3 separate regions of the Mustela erminea genome follow, and all the other regions are linked to region 1. Evidence: chromatin contacts called from public Hi-C data. All regions are on one chromosome and are shown on one strand. Each heading gives the region's core, a stretch centred on a gene start, on an enhancer-like site or on the middle of the called end of the contact. The rest is flanking DNA. Distances are from core to core; before and after follow the strand shown. Region 1 holds the start of BCL6 (B-cell lymphoma 6 protein). Region 2 holds the start of LPP (lipoma-preferred partner). Region 3 has its middle 94 kb from the start of LPP.

The links. A called contact is a pair of places that touch in the nucleus more often than the background predicts.
Region 2: a contact with region 1 is called in a Hi-C map of fibroblasts, with 11 times the contacts expected there. The contact joins the promoter of LPP here to the promoter of BCL6 in region 1. A contact is called at or near these places in 2 of 3 Hi-C or Micro-C datasets (fibroblasts and spleen).
Region 3: a Hi-C map of fibroblasts shows a contact between it and region 1, with 6 times the contacts expected there. The contact joins the enhancer-like site here to the promoter of BCL6 in region 1. A contact is called at or near these places in 2 of 3 Hi-C or Micro-C datasets (fibroblasts and skeletal muscle).

Annotation. Positions count from the first base shown.
Region 1 is chr1:110,912,690-110,915,644 of mMusErm1.Pri, forward strand. BCL6 (B-cell lymphoma 6 protein) reads left to right here and starts at 1,534. Exons shown (of 9, transcript XM_032337973.1): 1 at 1,534-1,635.
Region 2 is chr1:110,548,408-110,551,362 of mMusErm1.Pri, forward strand. LPP (lipoma-preferred partner) reads right to left here and starts at 1,589. Exons shown (of 13, transcript XM_032359824.1): 1 at 1,410-1,589.
Region 3 is chr1:110,642,312-110,645,266 of mMusErm1.Pri, forward strand. No RefSeq gene overlaps it. Among named protein-coding and RNA genes, the nearest start is that of LPP, 94 kb to the left of the region's middle. Within about 2 kb of position 1,395, the one cell type or tissue checked has open chromatin away from gene starts, as enhancers often do. A contact at or near this core is called in fibroblasts, where this site is marked.

The sequences.
Region 1 (2,955 bases), core at 284-2,783:
GGAAACTGGCAGTTCTGAATAAACAAACCAAGGCCCACAGTGAAATGATTCCGCACTGCATTTGCCTTTAAAAAGAAAGGAAAGAAGGAAGAAAGAAAGAAAAGAAAGAGTTCCCCCCACTTCTCCTCCTCCTCCTCCCAAGTGAGCTCCGGAGCTAAGGAGCCTGTGCTGCGTGCCGCGCGCTGTAGTTGTAGCACAGGCTGTTCTAAACACACGCAGTATCTGTGATACTGGCACGGCAGGCCTTTAGAATTCCCTCCGGCTGATCTCTTAAACACAGACAGAAGAGATTTTTTTACAACGACCTTGAAACGAGCCGGGAGTTGGGGGGAGCGCGGGGGATCGAGACCTTAAGAAAAAGCAAAACACAAACATGTATTTGGTTCACCTAATTTGGTAGAACACACGCGTACACATACCCAAATACACACACGTTTCTTTCAACAAGAAATGTCCTAACAGTCAACAATAACAGAAAGAGTAAACCCACCACTTGCTGTCCTGGAAAGAAACAAACCAAACCAAAACAAATCCTTTGAACACGTCCCTCAAGTGCAGGAGAGCCTCCTCTCAGTAAAAAAAAGTCCAAGGTAAAAAGAAAATTGCACCCCCCCCCAAAAAAGTGGGGGTTGGGATTGTTACATGCGATCAAAAATTGAAGCCGCTCTCAATGGTCTCAATATTAAAATAACACATCTTCTTTAAAGCGCTTGAGCCATTAGAGAGTGGGGGGGGGGGGAAGCACACACACACAAAACAAAATCCAACCGACGCGGGATCCTAGTATTTACGTAACACCACAAACTTGCAAAAGGCAAAAATCAGAGGAAGAAAAAAATCCGAAAATCATCAAAATACAACCACCAAAAAAAGAAAAAAAAAAAATCCCAAGCCACCACATCAACAAGGAAAAAAACAACAAAACAAAACCGAAAGACGTCCCAAATAAAATAAAGCAAATGAACCCACCGAAAACTGCTTGGCAAATATTTTTCTCGTGGTGCCTAATATTCTAGCTGGAAAGAGCTGTGGTGTTTATTGTTTTTTTCTCTTACTCGCCTCTAAAGCTACTATATATAACAGACTTTTTCCAACGGGTCGAACCTCTCTCTCCCTTTTGTGTATTTAGCTCGAGTAGCTGAGTTTATGGGTAAGAGAGGAGGAATTAGCCCCAGACCCCGGGAAAGCAAAGCGCACTCCCCCTCTTATGTCACCGAATAGCAAATTAGTTCTCAGAATTCCAGAGGCCGAGCTTTGCTACAGCGAAGACGCCGACGTCACAGAGGGGGCGCCCACGTGACGCTGGCGGAGCAGACTGTACCATCGTGTGGGGCCCCGGGAGGGAGGGACGCCGTCTGGCCCCTCTAGCCTCGAACCGGAACCTCCGAATCCGAGACGCTCCGCAGCTGAGGACCTCGAAATCTTCCGGGAACTGGAAAAATATTGTGGCTTTGAGGGCTTTCCATGGGCTAAGAGAGGCAAAAGTCCCGGAGAGCTGACACCGAGTCCTCCCCTGCCTCGTAGCAGTGGTAAAGTCCGCAGCTCAAATTCCGAGAATTGAGCTCTGTTGATTCTTAGAACTGGGGTTCTTAGAAGTGGTGATGCAAGAAGTTTCTAGGAAAGGCCGGACACCAGGTGATTATTGCTGTTGCTGCTGCCGCTGCTGCTGCTGCCGCCGCCGCCGCTGGTGCCGCTGGTGCCGCTGCCGCCGCCGCTGCTCATGATCATTATTTTACCTTTTAATTCTTTTTTTTTCCGCTCTTGCCAAATGCTTTGGCTCCAAGTTTCCTATGTGTATCTATTGATATAAATGTATATATTTATTTATTCTAGCTGTCAGGTGTTAAAATAAATGCCGAAGATTAGTCCCACGTCTCTCCCACTCTAGGATATAGATTTTTATATATTTGTTATTTTATTCTTGTTGTCTTTGAGTGAATCGGCCGGTTTGGGGAGGCTTTTGCCACCCTCCCTTGTGTTGTTTTGGTTTTGGAAAAGGAGGTGGAGGAGAGGAAGGAGGGGAATTAGGGGGCGGCCGGAGCCGAGAGGACGAGACAGTGTTTGGGGGGTGCTCCGGGCAAGTCTGGGGGCTGTCTGGCCCCAGACGACGGAGAGGACGCGCGCTCGCGCTCTCGCTCTTTCTGCTGCTGCTTGCGTACGGCTTGTGATCTCGCTGGATTCGGGCGGCTGTGTTTTTTCCCTCTTTTCTCGCTTGCAAACTGCCTTCCTCGCTCCCTCGCTCCTGCCTCCTCTTCCCTCCCTCCCTCCTCCTTTCCCTCGCCTCTCCTTCCTTCTCCTCTCCCGTCCTTCTCGGTGACTCCGGGAGGCGAGGAGGGAGGCTGCCCGCTCGCTCGCCCCGCTGGCTCCCTTCCACCGGCCTCGCTCCTCTAGATTCCCTGCCTCCGAGCCGAGATTTGGGAGGAAAAATGCAAGCGAACTCCTCGGGTTTTGTTTTTCTCTCCCCCCCCCCCCCAAGCCCAGTTGAAGTATCGTTTCTACTATTTCCTTTTAGATCCGCGGTCTTCCTAACGAGATCCGAGTGTTCTGGTGTCCCCTTTGGTGGACCCCTTTGGTGTCCCCTTACCCTGTGTTTGGGGGAGGTTTAGCTTGCCTGGGGGCGGGGATGTTGAATACTTTGAAAATTATTCTTTCTTGGTTGCAGTCGAGGGAGTCGGGAACCCCCGCGCGCTCCCTCTCCTCATCCTGAGGGGAGAGACTGGTGGCGGGACAGGGATTGGGGGGTGGGTGGCAAAGGGGTGCGCGTTTGCACCTGCGGTGCTGTTTAGCGTGCGGGGACTCTGGGAACCTTCACAGGACGGCCCAGCCGAGCGGGAAGGTGGCGGGATTTCTGGCGGTCGCGGTGTTTGTGTTTTGGGCGCTGCGTGACTCGGTGTTAGCTCCCAATGGCTGTTCCCCCGCCTCTCCTAATTTTGTTTTATTTTTTCCCATGGTGCG
Region 2 (2,955 bases), core at 339-2,838, 360 kb before region 1:
TGAAAATGCACAAGTGCTGGGAAAGGTAAGCCAGTCACTAACACCTTAGTGAGAATGAGTTTCATTGGGAGACAATTTAGAAAAGGGTATTGGAAACAAAGTTAAGTGAGTATGGTACTAGGAAAGTAGCTCAGGGATGACCCTACATTTTCGCATTCTGGGTTGAAGGCAGGAAGGCAGTGAATTCCTGGGAGGGGAAGGGAAACCAGAGAGCCCTTTCAGTTCCCAGAGTACTCCTTAGTCCCAAAGGCGTCGCTCTGTAGAGTACTCAGGCACAATTCCACTCTATCTCATCTCATGCACCCCCTCCATCCAACCCTAAGCCCCCAACAATCACATTTAGAATTTCGTCTCCACTCTCCGCATTTTATTTAGCCTTCTCTGCTCTGCATTCCCCACCCCCACCCCTGCACCAATGGCCTTCCTGTCCCTGGCCGGCTTCAGGAAACCCCCTATTCTTCAAAGCCTTGACCAAGCGCGGCCCCTCCAAATGGGAAAATCAAACTCCCTTCCTTAAGCGCCTGAACTTTACCCATGCCTACCCCCTCCCCGCCCCACCCCTCGCCGCACTCTGCACTTTATCTCCGGTCGGCTTGGGCGCCACGGTTGACGGTGCGCTCCCTGAGGGAAGGGACCGGGCCCCAACACCCTCTCTGAGCTCGCACACCCAGCACAGAACGTGGCACACAGTGGGTGCTGGAGAAATGCTTGGAGAAAAAGAACCAGGAGTTGGGAACCATCTATGTCAGCTTGGCTCGGCCTCCCTGAGAGTGACTCCGGGGAGGCCCTCCTTCTCCCTGGGCCTCAACTGAGCCGACTGTAAAATGGGGGGACTCGAATTACTAGGTTCCTAGGCCCTTTCCGCTGTGACAACTGAGATTCCGCGAAAGCTCCAAGCTGCTGGGTGTGGCCCCGCCCCCTGGACGCCCTGAATAGCCCGGGCAGGGGGCGCTCAGGGAAGGGCGCCAACCCCGCCCAGCCCCAGGTCGGCGCTTCCCGAAAACTCGGGGTCCCCCTCCCCCATGCGTGCACCCCGTGATTGCGCCGCGGCCGGCACTTCCGCACCGCGGGCCCTGGGGCCGGGGCTGGGCGCGCGCTCCGCGCCCTGCGCCCCGCGCTCCTGCCTCCCCCGAGCGCTTGCGCCCGGGGAGGGCCGGGGGTTCCCGAGGCGCCCGCGAGCGGAGGGTGGGGGGGAAGGAAGGAGGATTTGCAACAATACCTCGGGGAGGAGGCAGCCGGGGCAGCGGCGGCGGCGGCGGCGGCGGCGGCGGCTGGAGGCGGAGGCAGAGGCGAAGGAGGAGGTGCCCGGGCACTCCCCCTCCCATTGTCCCCGGCCCCGGACAGGCCCGGCCCCGCGCCCCGCACCATGCCCCGCGCCCCGCGCCCTGGGCCGTGCAGCCAGCCCTTACCTTGCAGCGCTCGGCTCTCCCCTGCTCGCTAACGCTACTTATCCCGGGAAAGCTCGCGCGGGTCCGGGAGCGGACCCACAGACAAAAAGTGAAACTTCGGCAGGGCTGGAGCGGCTGCTGGTTGGTGCCTTTCCCCCTCCTTCCTCCCCACCGTCCCCACCCCCTCCCCTCGGGCTCCCGTGCGGTGCCCTGAGAGCTGGAGGCTGACGTCAGGGGCCTGAATTCCTGACTTTGCCTGCACGCATTTGTCCATGTAAGGTATGGGAAAGCGTGTGCCCGCGGGGCCGCCGCGCTGCGCTCGCCTGGCGGGGGAGGGGGCGCCCGCTGGGGCTGCGGCTGGGCCAGAAGGTGGGCGCGCGGAGGGCATGTTACTTCCTGGGAGGAAGAGGAGGAGACGCGGGGATGCAGGGAGCTTGCAAAGGAGGAAGGGAATGAGGGAGGTGTGGAGGCTATGCCTGCACTGGAGGAGGAGGAAGCAGACGTAGAAGGAGGAAGCGGTTGAGTGGAGGGGCTGCTGAAAAAATGGGGGGACCGTGTCTACTATGGAAGCGCCAGTTCAGCAGAAGAGATCCTGCCATGGAATTCCCTTCTGAAATCTTGCTCCTGAGCCTCGCCCTGGCGTCCCAGCAACACTCAGAACCTACTGGATGGCAGAGATGGCCAAGACCACTTCACACAGGAGAAAACTGAAGCCTGGGAAGAGAAATGACTCGCCCAGGGTCATACACAACACAGATTCAAGCGCGGGACTGTGATGCTTAGACTCCCAGCCCTGTCCCCCGCTGTCAGGCAGGGTCCTGACTCCCTTCGTCCCACTGAGCCATGAAACAGGCTATGTGTCCCTGGACAATGCGTACCACCCTGTAAGAGTTTCCCAACTTCTCCTGGTCCCGGAGTCAGTTCCTGGAAGTTTCTGATTGACAGCCCCGAGTAGCAGTGACAATGAGTTGCTTCCGGTCAGCTTCCTCTGTCCTGTACTCAGAGGAACCCTGCAGGTTAGCATTTACTTCCCAGCCTTGTCCTGGAAGCCCAGAAAGCTTGCTGTGAGCTTATATCTTCAAAAAAAAAAAAAAAAGTGGGGGAGGGAATCTGTGAACTGGGTGAACTGGTTTGAATAGAGGCAAGCCTGTTCTTGGAAGGTTTGAGTCGGATTTTTTTCCCTCTGACATTTGTAAATAGGAGCAACCATGAAAACCACCATTTACTTTGTTAAGAGGTTGTTATGTTCAGCAGCTAGTGCCTGGAAGGCACTCCAAGGCTGTGGACTTTGTTTCTTTGTGTTTCTGGCCTCCTGGTACATAAAATAACCGTCCCTCACCTCAGCATATCATGAAAGTGCTTTTTCACAGGCTTATTGGGTCTTTGTATTGGGTGGAACAAATTGTAGTCCCTCTTTAGTATCTGAGGATTAAAAAAAACAGGTAAAGTGATTTGCCCCAACACAAAATAAATGACTGAGCTAGCACATGAACTCACCTCCTTTCATCCAGGTCACATGACTAATCCTGCGGTTTGGGGCCAGAGGGGAGGGTTCCACCCTATAAGG
Region 3 (2,955 bases), core at 145-2,644, 270 kb before region 1:
ACTGTGCTTGCAAATCACTGACCCGATAATTTGCAGAATCCCCATTTCAGAGAGATTTGTTCTGGTTCAGAATGAAATTCTTTATTTGGAACTCGACACATCCCAGACTCAGCTTGACCAGATTTTCAGCTACTGTCTTCATCAGTCTGCCCTAAGTAGGCACTTAGGCAAGGGGAGAAGCTTTTGGGGACCCCAGGTGTGGTCTAGATTATGTGTGTGACTCATGTGATGTCAGGAACACTGCTTTTCTTTAAGGGAGCTCAGTTTCTTCAGCTGTGTTGAGATTGGATTAATCAGTATACTTCCAACTTCTAAAGTCACTGGATTTTTTTTTTTTTTTTTTTTTTTTTTGAGAACGCTATGGGAACCTAGCATGTATACATGGTGAAAGGGGTGGGGCCGAAGGCTCAGAGTCCCTTCTTTTAATCCATTCTTGTGGCCAGGGGACCCATGTGTGGATGCTAGTATAGAAACCATTGGATAACTTCTAAAGGCCCTTCCAGCTCCGACACTGACCTTGAGAGACCAGTACTGTCTTCAAGAGGGATTTTAAGCCCCTGAGGAGTTGCAGTGAGCACAGAACTCAGGATGTGGAACTGGGTGGACAGGAAGAGGGGTTGTGACGGGGTAATAAAGAGGAAAACGTGGGGTGGAGGGTAGTATGGTATGGGGCCCCGCACTTCACAGTTTACGAAGTATTTGCACATCCATCGTTTGTCTCTTCCGAGTTTGCCCAACCCTGTACATTCAGGCGATTACACAAGACCTCGCAGGCAGCCCCATTCCTGGCCGTAGAGCTCAGGGACTTAAAGAGAAAGAAGAGACCATCTGAGCCTCAAGGAGCTTACCATCCACTAAAGGAAAAGCCACGTAAACAAATCACTGTCACGGGCAAACAGCAAGCCTCTAAGAGAGGTGCATGCAAACGCTGAGGAGAGCAAGAAAGGCCACATTTCTCCAGGGAAGGGAGGAATGGGGTCATTCCCTGGGCCCTGAGCTCTGGCAGCTTGAGGAGACATGGTTCCTGGGGGCAAGGGGAGGAGTCCCAGAAACCTGGCCCTGGGGTAGGGGAGCAGAGGTGAAGCCTTAAAGGTAACCTGACTGGGAAGGGCTTTGAAGGCGATGCAAAGAATCTAGAACCTGTGGCACTTGGAATCTGTTCCCTAGATGAGGAAGCAGCCTCCGAGTCAGGACCTTGGCCTGAGCCACCCCGTCGGGAAGGGAGCTGTGGGGCTCCCCACCCCCCCCAAGCCCTGTGTCTTGGTGCTCCTTCTGCTACCCTGTGCTGCCTCCAGCAGGCCTGAGCTGAGGCAGGCCGCGTGCGCGTGCGTGGGAGAGGCCTCCGGGCTGTTTATCCTGTTCGCTGGGGCTGGCCCTGGCCCGGAATGGAAGTGGGTGGGGTGGGGGCCGTGGGGGGGGGAGGGGCCTGCCAACAAGGGCTACATTCAAGGCCTGCACTGGAGCCGGGGCGAGGAGAATGGAAAGCTACAGTCTGTCGGAGCGGCCAGCCTTGGCAAGGCGGCCGGGGCCTTATAAGGAAATGTTGTTCTCTCTGAGCCAGTGGGGCTGGGACAGAGCCCTGGGCCCACAGGACAGAGCTGCCCTTGTGGTGGTAGGCCGGGGGTGCCAGCCGCCCCTGCGCTGGGAGCCTGCGCTCTCAATGGGCCACTTCTGCGGGCTCAGCATTCCCTCACAGCCCCCGCGTGTGAGGGGGCCCCCACCCCCTCCACGCCCTCCCACTCCCCAGCGCCCTGGGCTGATTGGAGGAAAGGAAAAAAACAAAACAAAACAAAACAAAGACTTGGCCAGATCCCAGGCCTCATTGCTGTTTGATGCCGAATTACCCAGAACGCAGGCTCAAGTCAAATTCTCTTTTCCCTGAAGGAATCTTGAGTAAAGGGATCACTCTTTGCCCTCTTTCCCTTCCCTGCACCCTTGTCTGTCTCCTCCTCCTTGTGATCACAGAACGGGCAGGGCTGGGCCCTGTCCTGTGCAGAAAGGCATCTGAGACCCCGCAAAGGAAGACACCCGCGGGAGGGCAAGGGCCGCTGGGGCAGCCCTCGGAGGAGAAGGGCGACTCTCTTCACCCTCGTTACCTGGGTCTGGGGGGCCAGAGGGCCTGAGAGACACAGCAGAGCCAGAGGAAAAACCGAGCCAGCCCAGGAAGCAACAACAGAAGAGAGTGTCAGCATTAGTCAGCTCCTGGAAGGAGCGTCTTTCCACAGTATTCCATGAGGGCTGATTTAAAGTATTGATCCCTAAGGGATGTTCCTGAACCCGAGATTAGGATAGGAGCAGGAAAGATGCTTAGTGTGGCCTTTTGCTTTGCCTATTCATAGACTCATAGATACATGAAACCCTGGAGTTAGGAGGGAACAGGTCAGCCAGCGCAGCTCTGCACCTGGAACAAACGTGGCGGACTTTCAACCAGCCTATGCTCTCCCAGCGACTGTGAACTTGCTCCCCCTGGTCGGTCTCCGGTATTTACAGGTGACCCCCTGCATGTCAGCCACCCTGAGGACACAGTCCAGGGCAAAGCTCTGAGAGGCACACGATGAGCCAAATACAAGGGAGAAAGTAATACGTCGTAGCAAAAACACAAAGATGGTCTTAAGAGTTGTGATGAGGGAGAAATTCCTCGTGACTAGATGTACAGAGCGGTGGACAAGAAAAGGTCTTGTCGAAGAGATGGCATTGGGGTGAAGAAAAGCTGAGTTCACAGAGTGACATTTGAGAGCCCGGAAAACGGGGGAGTGGCCGGCATGAACCTGCCCGGGATGGTGGCAAAGCTAGGCGCTTTTTGGGCACCTGCAGGGAGACGGGCATGGCTAGGTGTGCACGAGGGAGCTAAGGTTGGCAGATGGGTTAGCACCAGAGTTTGGAGGCTCAGGATGCCAGAGGGAGAAGGAGATTCAAGTGCAAGACAGCCGGGAGCCTCCGAAGTTCTGAGCATCA